3 separate regions of the Mus musculus genome follow, and all the other regions are linked to region 3. The links are chromatin contacts, called in public Hi-C and promoter capture Hi-C maps. All regions are on one chromosome and are shown on one strand. The core of a region is the stretch at or near the end of the contact, and the rest is flanking DNA. Distances in the headings are between cores, read along the strand shown. Region 1 holds the start of Ap5s1 (adaptor-related protein 5 complex, sigma 1 subunit). Region 2 holds the start of 1700037H04Rik (RIKEN cDNA 1700037H04 gene). Region 3 holds the start of Tmem230 (transmembrane protein 230).

Region 1 (3,261 bases), core at 583-3,082, 1.0 Mb before region 3:
CAAAGACTTTCCATTTTGCACTGTGATGTGTGACTTAGTCATCTGCCAAATGAGAGACCACACCCAAGTTTCTTTCCCTATTATAAATCTGACCCATGTCTAACTCAAGCCTTGTGTTATTCTAGTGCCAGGGAGGGATTCTATTATATTCTTAGCCTATTTGTTTATTTATTTTTATTTTTTTATTCTTTGTTTGTTGAGGCAGGGTTTCTCTGTGTAGCTTTGGCCATTCTGGAACTCTCTCTTTAGACCAGGCTGGCTTCAAACTCACAGAGATCTGCCTACCTTTGCCTCTCAAGTGCTGGGATTAAAGGCTTTTGCCACCACCTTATCTATTTTTTAAGAAGGATCTATGTATCCTTAACTGGTGTCAAACTCACAAAGATCCATCTGCCTCTGCATTTCCAGTGCTAGGATTGAAGGTGTAGTGCCTGGCTCTCAGCTCCCTTTAAATTCAAAATTCAAGGCAGGCAGATGGATCTCTGAGGATCTCAAAAAGAGAAAGAAAGAGAGAGAGAGAGAGAGAGAGAGAGAGAGAGAGAGAGAGAGAGAGAGAGAGAGAGAGAGGAAGAAGGAAGAATTCAAAGTAAATTATTACTTCAGTGGGTTTGCTAGATGGCCAGGCACATTGCTAACATGAAGTAGACACTGTTAGGCTGGCTGCTTTTGACCATGTCTGAGGTGGCATGCACGCATGTTTCCAGGGACCCAACAGACTCTCTGAAGCAAAGGTCAAAAGAGGCCAATGGCCACAGGGCAAGTATCTCCCAGGGCACACCCACATCAGGTGAGCCCTCCAGTTCTGCCTGCCTCCAGCACTGACCAGGGAAGTCATCTGTTGTACCACCTCTGCCTGGGTCCCCCACTGTCCTCCAGGGTACTGGCTCAGTGCATTCTTCTCCCCACATCCCACACAAGATTAGTAGTTTCCAGTGGTTTTGGGACTTGATATGGACTGTCTGAACAGTGAAGAGAGGCCAGGATATCATGCTCTCAATGCCAAGTGGCCCCCCAGCTGCCACAGACCTCTCTGCCAGTTCTTTGCTACAATCTGCTGGCAGACATGAGGCCTGGCCCAGAGTGATAGGGACCGGGGACAAGGAACTTCTGCCAAGAATGGAGCAAACATAACTCCCTAGCTCTCTGATTGAGACACCACTCTGCCTGGACCCATCCTTTTGTATTGCATCTGAGATCGAAACACTCGCAGCATATGCAGTACCAGTCCCCTGAAACTGCCCTAGTTCTTATGGCCTAGAGGGTTCAGGATGCAGTCCTTAATGAGGGGCTTTCTTCAGAACCCCTGCCTGGGCCACTCAAATCTTTCTTTTTGTCCTCAGACACTAGTCAAGTGACTGTAGACCTGCCTTAGAAAGCCTAAGGAATTCCCATGCCTTTCAGAGTTAAAGGAATGTGTGTGTCCCAAACACCTCTTGGGCCATTGGTTCAAATGTAAACTCATGACTGCGTTTCAGCAGGCAGACTTCTGCTCCTGCAATTCGGTCATTACTACTGCACAGAGCTTGGCCTGAGGACAGCCGAGCGGAGGCTTCCTTGGACAGTTCCGCGCACGCCGCCGGGGTCCTCAGCGCCCCCTGGCGGTCGCCCTCGCAGTGGCCAGGCCGCAGCTGATCAAGGGCTTTCTAGCGCCTTCAAAGAAGCTTTCCGTAGCCATGAGCCCTCCAGGGCGCCCCCGCAGCCGAGGGGATCGGCTGGTCAGAAGCGTGTACGTCCTCGGGAAGTCGAGGACCACGCCGGGACCACAGGCCCATGGCTGAACTACAAACCCCAGAGTTCAGCGCGCCGCTGCTGCCCGCGCGAGGCAGTGACGCAACTGGGGCAGATAGTGGGAGGAGGACGTGGTGCCCTGGGGTAATGACGCGCTCAGCTGGCGGCAGAAGGGTGACCAGAGGTCAAAGTCTGCAAATCTAGGTTCCCTTCCTGAAGCGGGCTTGCTAAATTTCCTGTTGGGTAACTTTGAATTCTTGGTCTGTTTAGCTTTAGCTGTGGCTAAACACTGTTTCTCCTCAGCCTTGAGACCGGGGGCTGCCACTCTCGCTTTGCCCAGAGCGGCCAGGCTCTCTCTCTGTGTATCTGTGGCTGACTTGAATTCCTGATTCTCTTGCCTCCGCCTCCCGAGGGTTGGGATTTCAGGTACGTGCCACCACGTCTTTCTTTTTGAAATGATTTCGGTTATCTCGGTAGATCCCTTTGGGTAAGGTTTGCCCCGCTCACTCTGTCCCAGCCGATGTGAATCGGTTGCAGATGCGGCATTTTAGAGGTATTTTCTTGAGTGTTTCCTAAAACAAAGACATGTTCCTGCATTCAAAACCAAGTGTCACTGATGAAGACTCCCCTCTCACACTCCATACTAAAAGTTGTCTCAATGGAGCCCGGTATGGAGGCTGGGTTATTTTGTTCCGGGAGCAGACTTGGCATTCAGCTGTGGTCTCTGATTTTTTTTTTTTTAGTTCTCAGTTTTTCCTGCACTCGCATGACCCGTATGCATTTGGAGATTCCCTGACAGTTTTGCAGAAGTAGGTTTAGCGACATAGGAGATATGTCCAGCTATGGATGGCCCTTGTTCTGTGATGCAGAGCAGGCACTAGATTATTCAGAGGCTAGGCAGATCTAGATGGTGATCGCTGTCTAGCCACACAATCTCTGGACACACTCCCAGGCCACACCCCTCATTAGGGTGCCTCCTTAGCAGGGGATTCACTTTCACCATCTAGGTCTCTGGCTTTCCTGGAGCACCCACCCTGGAGCTATGGTCCACGCTTTCCTCATCCACACTCTGAGGGCCCCGAATTTGGAAGATACAGGCCTTTGCCGAGTGCTCTATTCCTGTGTCTTTGGTGCTGAGAAATCACCCGATGATCCACGGTCACATGGTGCAGAAAGGGACAGGCTCTTCCGCAAGGAACAGATTTTGGCAGTGGCCAGGTAATCACACAGCCCAGCTCCAAGCTTCATTGAACACAGAGGTAGTAATAAGGGACACTGGAATAGGACAGGCAAACAGGAAGACCAAAAATCTGAATGTTTCCCCCAGTTGTCCTCCATTGTTTATAAAGTATCACTATGAAGAGGAGCTAAAGAAAGAATGTTATTATCATGGTAGTTAGTATTTACTGCACTGGGAATATGTTCTGGGAATTGTATGTATGTGTGTGTGTGTGTATATATATATATATATATATATATATATATATATATATATAGTTTGTTTTTTTAAAATCTTTACGGTCTTCTGAGGTG
Region 2 (3,325 bases), core at 633-3,132, 1.1 Mb before region 3:
TCCTTGGCTACAGAGTGATTGTAAGGACAGTCTGGGCCACCTGAGACAATATCTCCAAATAATTAGTAAGTAAAAAACAAATATACATAAGTCAGGTGAGATCCTGGACAGCTTCAGGCGGGGGCACACTGAGGGCTTCTTGGTATTTCAGATGCTCTTAGGGAAATTGGAGTGACTAAAATGTGGGCGGGGAAAGCTCTGAAGCTACCTTCCCAAAGAGCTAGCATGTGGGTAAACAGGTGGTGGTTATGGAAAAATCCAGGGTCTTCGGTGTCATAAGGCCTTTTTCATTGTCCAGTCCAGGCTGCCCTGTTCTAGCACTCAAGCTCCAAGCTAAGAGGCAAAGGTGATCTACCCATGGCAAAACGGAACTCTTGCATTGTGACACTCTCTCTCCCTTCTGATTACCTACCTCTTCCCAGAGGCAGCCTTTAAGCCCCAAGGTATCACAGAGCCAATTTCAGCTTGCGTTGTGCTGTGTGGCTGGGAGCACAGCCCCAAACCTTTTACCGTCTCCTCTCTGAATCATTCTTCAACCACCATTCCCAACCCCATAAAAGCCCTTTCTATGTCAGAGCAGTAAACAACCTTCAATTCTTCCTACCACCTCCCCTACACCCATCCAGGGACCCAGTCACAGCTCAATCATCAGCCCAGCAGAAGCACTTATCCAACCTCCCCTTAAAGCTCAAAGAACACCCACTGAAGTCTCAGACAGGGAGTGCTACATGGAGGTCGCATGTGGAAGCAATCTTTCATCTCCTCAGCCTTGACCTATCTTTGGAGCCCCCTTCCCCAAAGCCAGGGATGCAAGGACGGTAATAGGTGTTTACTCTCACAAACAGTGGAGGGAAGGGTTGACCTGTGAAAAGGGTGTTAGTCCCTCCTGTCTACCAACCTGTGTGGTTCTCCTCTGCCTAGCATTCACTTCCCACATCCCCCTCTGACATCAAAGGAGGCTGCTTGGATTCATCTGGCCTCTAGATTGACTCTTTCACCCAAGAAGCAGAGACACGGGTGAAAGCTGCTCCTACCCCCCACCCACCCACCCACCACCCACCCAGCCCACCCCACCCCACCCCAGTGCAAAGCAATGCCCTACCTTCACATCCCACCACCAAGATTAAAGAGGAAAGACTCAAGCTGTCCAACCGAGCCCTGTTCACTAACAGGAGCACTGGTCCAGAACCTAAATCCAACCATTTCTGTGAGACACTGGAGAGGCTCTGGCTCTGGCCCTCTGGCCTTTCCTACCGCCATCCCTGTGGGTGTGGCACGCCCCACCTCAGTGTTATTGTTTTCTCAGGGGACAAGAGCAGCAGAACGGGCCTCAGACGTACCCACACCAAGAGCAAGGCCGCGGATCTGTCCATCTGAGATAATGCCCTGCGCTCTCTGAGCTCGCCAGGCTGACGCAGGAGTCTCTGGAGCCGACACTCCCAACATCAACATCCTCCTCATGATCGTGCCCGGGCACCGGAGGCTCAGAGGCTACTCTTCCAAGGTCACATAGAGCCACGAGGACCAGGTAGGAACGGGACGTCAGCCACATTTACGCCCCCACCCTCAGGTGTCACTTGTACCCTGCCCGCTAACCGTCATTTGTACCCAGGACCCCACATCCCCCACCCCATCCCGCTTCTACAGAGTTCCTCAGGCTAGAAAGCAAAGCCTCCAGCTCCAGCACAGCTGAGGATCTCAGACCCAGGAGCCGTCTCTGGTGAACTAGACGGAGCCCGGAGGGCCCATCTCACCTTGCAGGCGAGCCCCGCGGCCAGGCGGTCAGAAACGACCGCGGAGGCGGCGGTAGCAGCAGCAGAACGGGCTGGAGAGCGCGAGGAAGAGCCCCGCGCCGCATCAGCCTCGCGCCACGCCCTCTCCTCCTTCATTGGCTTGAGGGGCGTTGAGGGGCGGGGCTAGGGCACTTCAGACCAATGAGCTGTCTCTGAGATCCACCAATTAACGACGAGATTCCACATCACGTGTGCGCGGAGGCTGAGCCCCACGAGTCGACGTCACCCCAGCGGCACGAGCTTGGGTGATGAAGCGGGATGGGAGCTATGTTGGAACCGCTGCTGGAAACCGACCAGAGCGACCTTCCCCATGAGGTTTCCGATCCGCGGCAGTTTTGTCTAGGAGTTAAGCAGTCACCTTTCCTACTGGACTGAGTCTGGATTTCGGTCTTCCTTTCCCACCCATTCCCTATTCCAAATAAGCATTAGAACAAAGAAGGCACGCGGCGTAGGAAGGGGGGAAGGGAGCGTACGCGGGCGCCCCCGGGGACAGGAGCTTCTGCTCCTGGTCTCCAAGGAGGCGGTCGCCATGGCAGCGGGATGCGTCTCGACCCACCCGACAGGGTGTGGGCGTCTTCGTAGAGCACTTACTAAGGCTTGTGGATTTTTGCCACAGGCCCACCTGTCCGTGTGCGACTATCTCTATCCTTATATACACTGATTAGGACAAGAGGTTTAAAGTGCCGAAAGAGCAGTCAGAACACACAGGTTCCCGATCCTTCCAACTTAACTAGCGGAGACAGGCCTTGGACCGCTGAGAGCTTGCTTGTTTTTCCGATAGAATGTGGTCGCTGCCTGTAAGAGTCCTCAAGGTCCGACTCTTCCGTGTCCTTATGGCTGTTAACCTGACTCGGATCTTGTGTTCGCACGCTGGTAACAAATAGTCTTTCTGTGCTATTGTTTTCATAGCGTTACTTCAGAGGGCCCAGTGCTTCCCTGCTGTCTTCAGCAGGGCTTCTCAAACTTTTTATCGTTGTTTTGGATGGTACGTGCGCTCCCTACTGTTGAGAAAATTCTGTCCTCCAGAGCGGACATTGAGAACTTTTCATTCTAATCCCAGCCTACTCAACCCCTACTCCCACCTTTCCAGAAGCCCCGTGGTGTGTTCCATATCTGTTCTTTTCCAAGTCAGCAGACAGTGCCTCCAAAGTATCCTGAAGGCCACCACGCCAGGCAAAAGCAGCCTGCAGATGTATAGCCCCCGGAGACTTTTATAAATACTTTTCTTCCCATCTTCTTGCCCCTCATCCTACTTCTTCACAAAGGATTCTCATTTCCAGTCTTCTTTTGAAATATCAGATCTAACAACACATTCTCACATTTACATTCAAAACAAGAACCAAGGGCTTTGGGGGTAGCGGTCCCTGCCTTTCTGGAACGTCAGTTTACCATAGTCCCCTCTGATTCCTATTTCTCGCGTTTATTTTACTGCCTAGGTGTGTGTTGATTTTCAGTTTCAGGATTCCTGTTTCCCTTTTGCTGCTTTTCACTTGAAACCCATCTCTTGGTGAGCTCTATCGAAAGCAGAATAA
Region 3 (2,976 bases), core at 100-2,599:
GGAGGAGGAGGAGGATAAGGAATGACACACACATCAGCATCGTGTCTACTTCTAGGTGTGGTACGGTTCTATGTACAAATTCTTATCCATGTGGGAAACGCCCTGGCTATCCATACCACACTAGACATCCACGGCCACCTGCCTCTCTGCTCCCATCCCAAGCATGAAACAAGTGAGTTTACATTCCACATCATGTAGCTCCTGAAAAAACGGATCTAAAAATCCGTTTTACTCAAACTATTCAAAGCAGACAGACATAATAAAAATCATAACTACTGAATTATTTGAGAGTAGGTAAAATTTAAAAGCAATGACGTTTAAATCTTAAAAGTTTGAAATTTAAGCTCAGTACTTCAGTAGGTTACTCTAATCCCAACTACTTGGGAAGAAAGGTGTGGATATACGAAGTTGGAGGCCAGTCTGGGCAACATAGGAAGACCAGACACTCTCCCCTACCATAAATGAAATGTGTGGATTCTTTATAAAGTCATACAATTATGTAAACAAAACAGACTATTTTATTTGCAATGGCATTTGAATTCTAAACGCAAAAAGTCCATCTTTAAGAAGAAAACTAAGTGGCCTTCACTGGTGTGATGTTTTGCACATAATCTCCACAATGGCATGTGATATTTTTTCGATCTTAATGAGCTGCCAGACACTGGTATTACAGTCGACCTTAAGTAACTAGCATGCAAAAAACTGGTGTCAAGTGTTTCTGCGTTTTGGTTAATTACATCCTAGTTCAGAAGTACTAAAAAGGAGCAACGGGAATCCATTTACATTTCTAAACCTTAGGTACTAGGTTTTTGATGTTGCCATCCCATAACATGTTTAATTCCTCATATCTAAAAGTTGAAGCTACCAATAAGCAGGATTTTCGAAGCATTAAACCATGCCTGATTTGTATTACAAGTTATAAAGTTATGTACTTTCCACTTATAAACTCGCACCAAAACAAAAACGTTGCAGCACGACAACGAAATGGGAAGATTTGTTTTTCTTAGCAAGGGATTCTAGAGTGGCGTTATCACATAGTAAATGACAACTTAAAAAACTATCAGCCCAAGTTTCTGCTACACTTTTTACCGGCCCCACCACGATTTCTGCCCACCCTCCCGGGCCCACAAGGACCTAAGCGTGGCGCTGTGGACAACCTCTCGTCGCCCTCCGCCGCCGCCAACGTGAACTAACTGTCTCCGGGAAGCAGCCTCGGTGGCAGGGCCAGGTCTCGCGGCTGGCTTCCGGGAGCGCGCGCCCGCCCCCTACCCGCGCTGCGCTCCCCGTTCTCCGTTAGGCGCGCTCGCAAGGCTCGCTCAACAGCCAAGCGGAAGGGGCGGTCTTAAGGACAGCCCAGCGGAAGTGACGTGGCGGATAGAGGCGCACCGGAAGTGCTGTCACCAGGAAATCGTGTCATCGAATCTTGCTTCCAGGGCACATGGCTGGAGGGCTTCATTGCTGTCTTGTTTTATGTTTGGTAGCGTTTCTTTACGTAGCGCAGGCTGTCCTGGAACTCAGGATGCTGATTAGGCTGGCCTCGAACATAAGGTTTGCCTGGGACAAATGGCGAATGCCACCATGCTCAACCGGGTAGCGGCTTGCTTTTGCCCTGGTGACCAGGACCTGCTACCTCCATAGGGTGGGCGGGCGCGTACTTAGGGTCTCACCCACCAGGATCGAGTTCACAGCAAAACTGTTGAGGTTCCAGTCCTGACCCCATGGCCACATCGGTGCACAGCAGAGTCCTGGGTATCCAGAGGGGTGGACAAGGGATACCCACCAGGAATCTTGCCCTGTCCTAAACACCCCTATGCTGACACTGGTCACCACTCACTAATTAGCGTTCTCACAGCCCCAAAATCTTGTTATTACTACCTGATTATTAAACACTACCCAGGTAAGTGTCCTACCTACCAGACACAGCTGAGTTCTAACATTCATCCTCATGAAAGTGACGTCTTGATAAAGCATTCCCACCACTCCAGAGTTCTCTGAGAGCAGTATTTGCAGGCTACTTCCTTCTGCACTTAATTGGCTCAAAGTATTGAACAGTTGTAGCTACTAGGCATGAGCTCTAACCAACAACCTCCCAGAACAAAGCTGTATTGTCTACATACTGTCAAACATGAAATACAAAGGAAAAATATCTTGGGGTCCACAGATAGAGCTTAGTATTTAAAGGCCTTCAAATGTGGCCTCCCGGAACAGAGCAAACAGGCTCTATACTAGCCATGGTTTGAGATCCTGCTGAAATATAGCAAGAACTGAAAATGGTTCCCCACACCAAACCAGGTTAACACACGCATGCTCACTCATACCTGCAAAAGACACACACACATAAAAACTGAGAGGGGAGGTAGGATAATTTGTCACCAAGCTTGAAGAACTTCATTCAACCCCTGGAAGCCAGGGTGCTGGGGTATACCAATTCCTATAAAATTGTCCTGACCCCCACATGAGCCTCACACATACACAATAAATATACTCAAATATTCTTTAGTTTTATGTAGCATATCATGATCAAAACCACAGGGCCTTTTTAACCCTTCTTGGATCAAGTAGCCACGAAGTTTGGGCCTTTGCTTCACTCAAGATGGACTGTATGTAGTCCTGGTTGGCCTAGGGAGAGATTTATCCACCCCACCCCCTGCACTGCCATTAAAGTTGTATTTTAAAAGAGCTACATCCCAAACAAGGCTACCAGAAAACTTTGCACAACGTAATTACATAAACTCAAGAGAAACATTTTTTTATTGCTATCTCCACGATGGAAGAGAGAACAAAAGCCCATTTACCTAACAGGGTATAACTATTCAGTAGCCATGGTACAAAGGCGGCACTGCTCTATGACTTTTCAAATTGTTAACTTTATTTAAATTGAACAATATTTCTTAAAACTGCATTTAGCGTCAAGATCATTGATGAAAATCACCAGTATTTGTAAAGCAGAAACATTCATGTTAACAAAACTAGTTT

Evidence for each region. Promoter capture Hi-C pulls out the DNA fragments that hold promoters and counts their contacts. Hi-C and Micro-C count contacts between places; a contact is called where the count stands out from the background.
Region 1: a promoter capture Hi-C map of liver shows a contact between it and region 3, with 3 times the contacts expected there. The contact joins the promoter of Ap5s1 here to the promoter of Tmem230 in region 3. A contact is called at or near these places in 1 of 39 promoter capture datasets (liver) and 2 of 115 datasets of contacts at active chromatin or transcription factors (extraembryonic endoderm stem cells and pancreatic cancer cells).
Region 2: a contact with region 3 is called in a Hi-C map of muscle stem cells, with 7 times the contacts expected there. The contact joins the promoter of 1700037H04Rik here to the promoter of Tmem230 in region 3. A contact is called at or near these places in 1 of 39 promoter capture datasets (neural stem cells), 2 of 484 Hi-C or Micro-C datasets (Th1 cells and muscle stem cells) and 1 of 115 datasets of contacts at active chromatin or transcription factors (microglia).

What each region holds. Positions count from the first base shown.
Region 1 is chr2:131,208,528-131,211,788 of GRCm38.p6, forward strand. It overlaps Ap5s1 (adaptor-related protein 5 complex, sigma 1 subunit), which reads left to right and starts at 1,833. Exons shown (of 3, transcript NM_001291031.1): 1 at 1,833-2,154; 2 at 2,736-2,946. The coding sequence starts at 2,771.
Region 2 is chr2:131,158,199-131,161,523 of GRCm38.p6, forward strand. 1700037H04Rik (RIKEN cDNA 1700037H04 gene) reads right to left here and starts at 1,883. Exons shown (of 6, transcript NM_026091.3): 1 at 1,755-1,883. Gm14232 (a long non-coding RNA gene) reads left to right here. Exons shown (of 3, transcript XR_003954063.1): 2 at 1,307-1,528.
Region 3 is chr2:132,246,439-132,249,414 of GRCm38.p6, forward strand. It overlaps Tmem230 (transmembrane protein 230), which reads right to left and starts at 1,350. Exons shown (of 4, transcript NM_027478.3): 1 at 1,135-1,350. It overlaps Pcna (proliferating cell nuclear antigen), which reads right to left. Exons shown (of 6, transcript NM_011045.2): 6 at 2,848-2,976.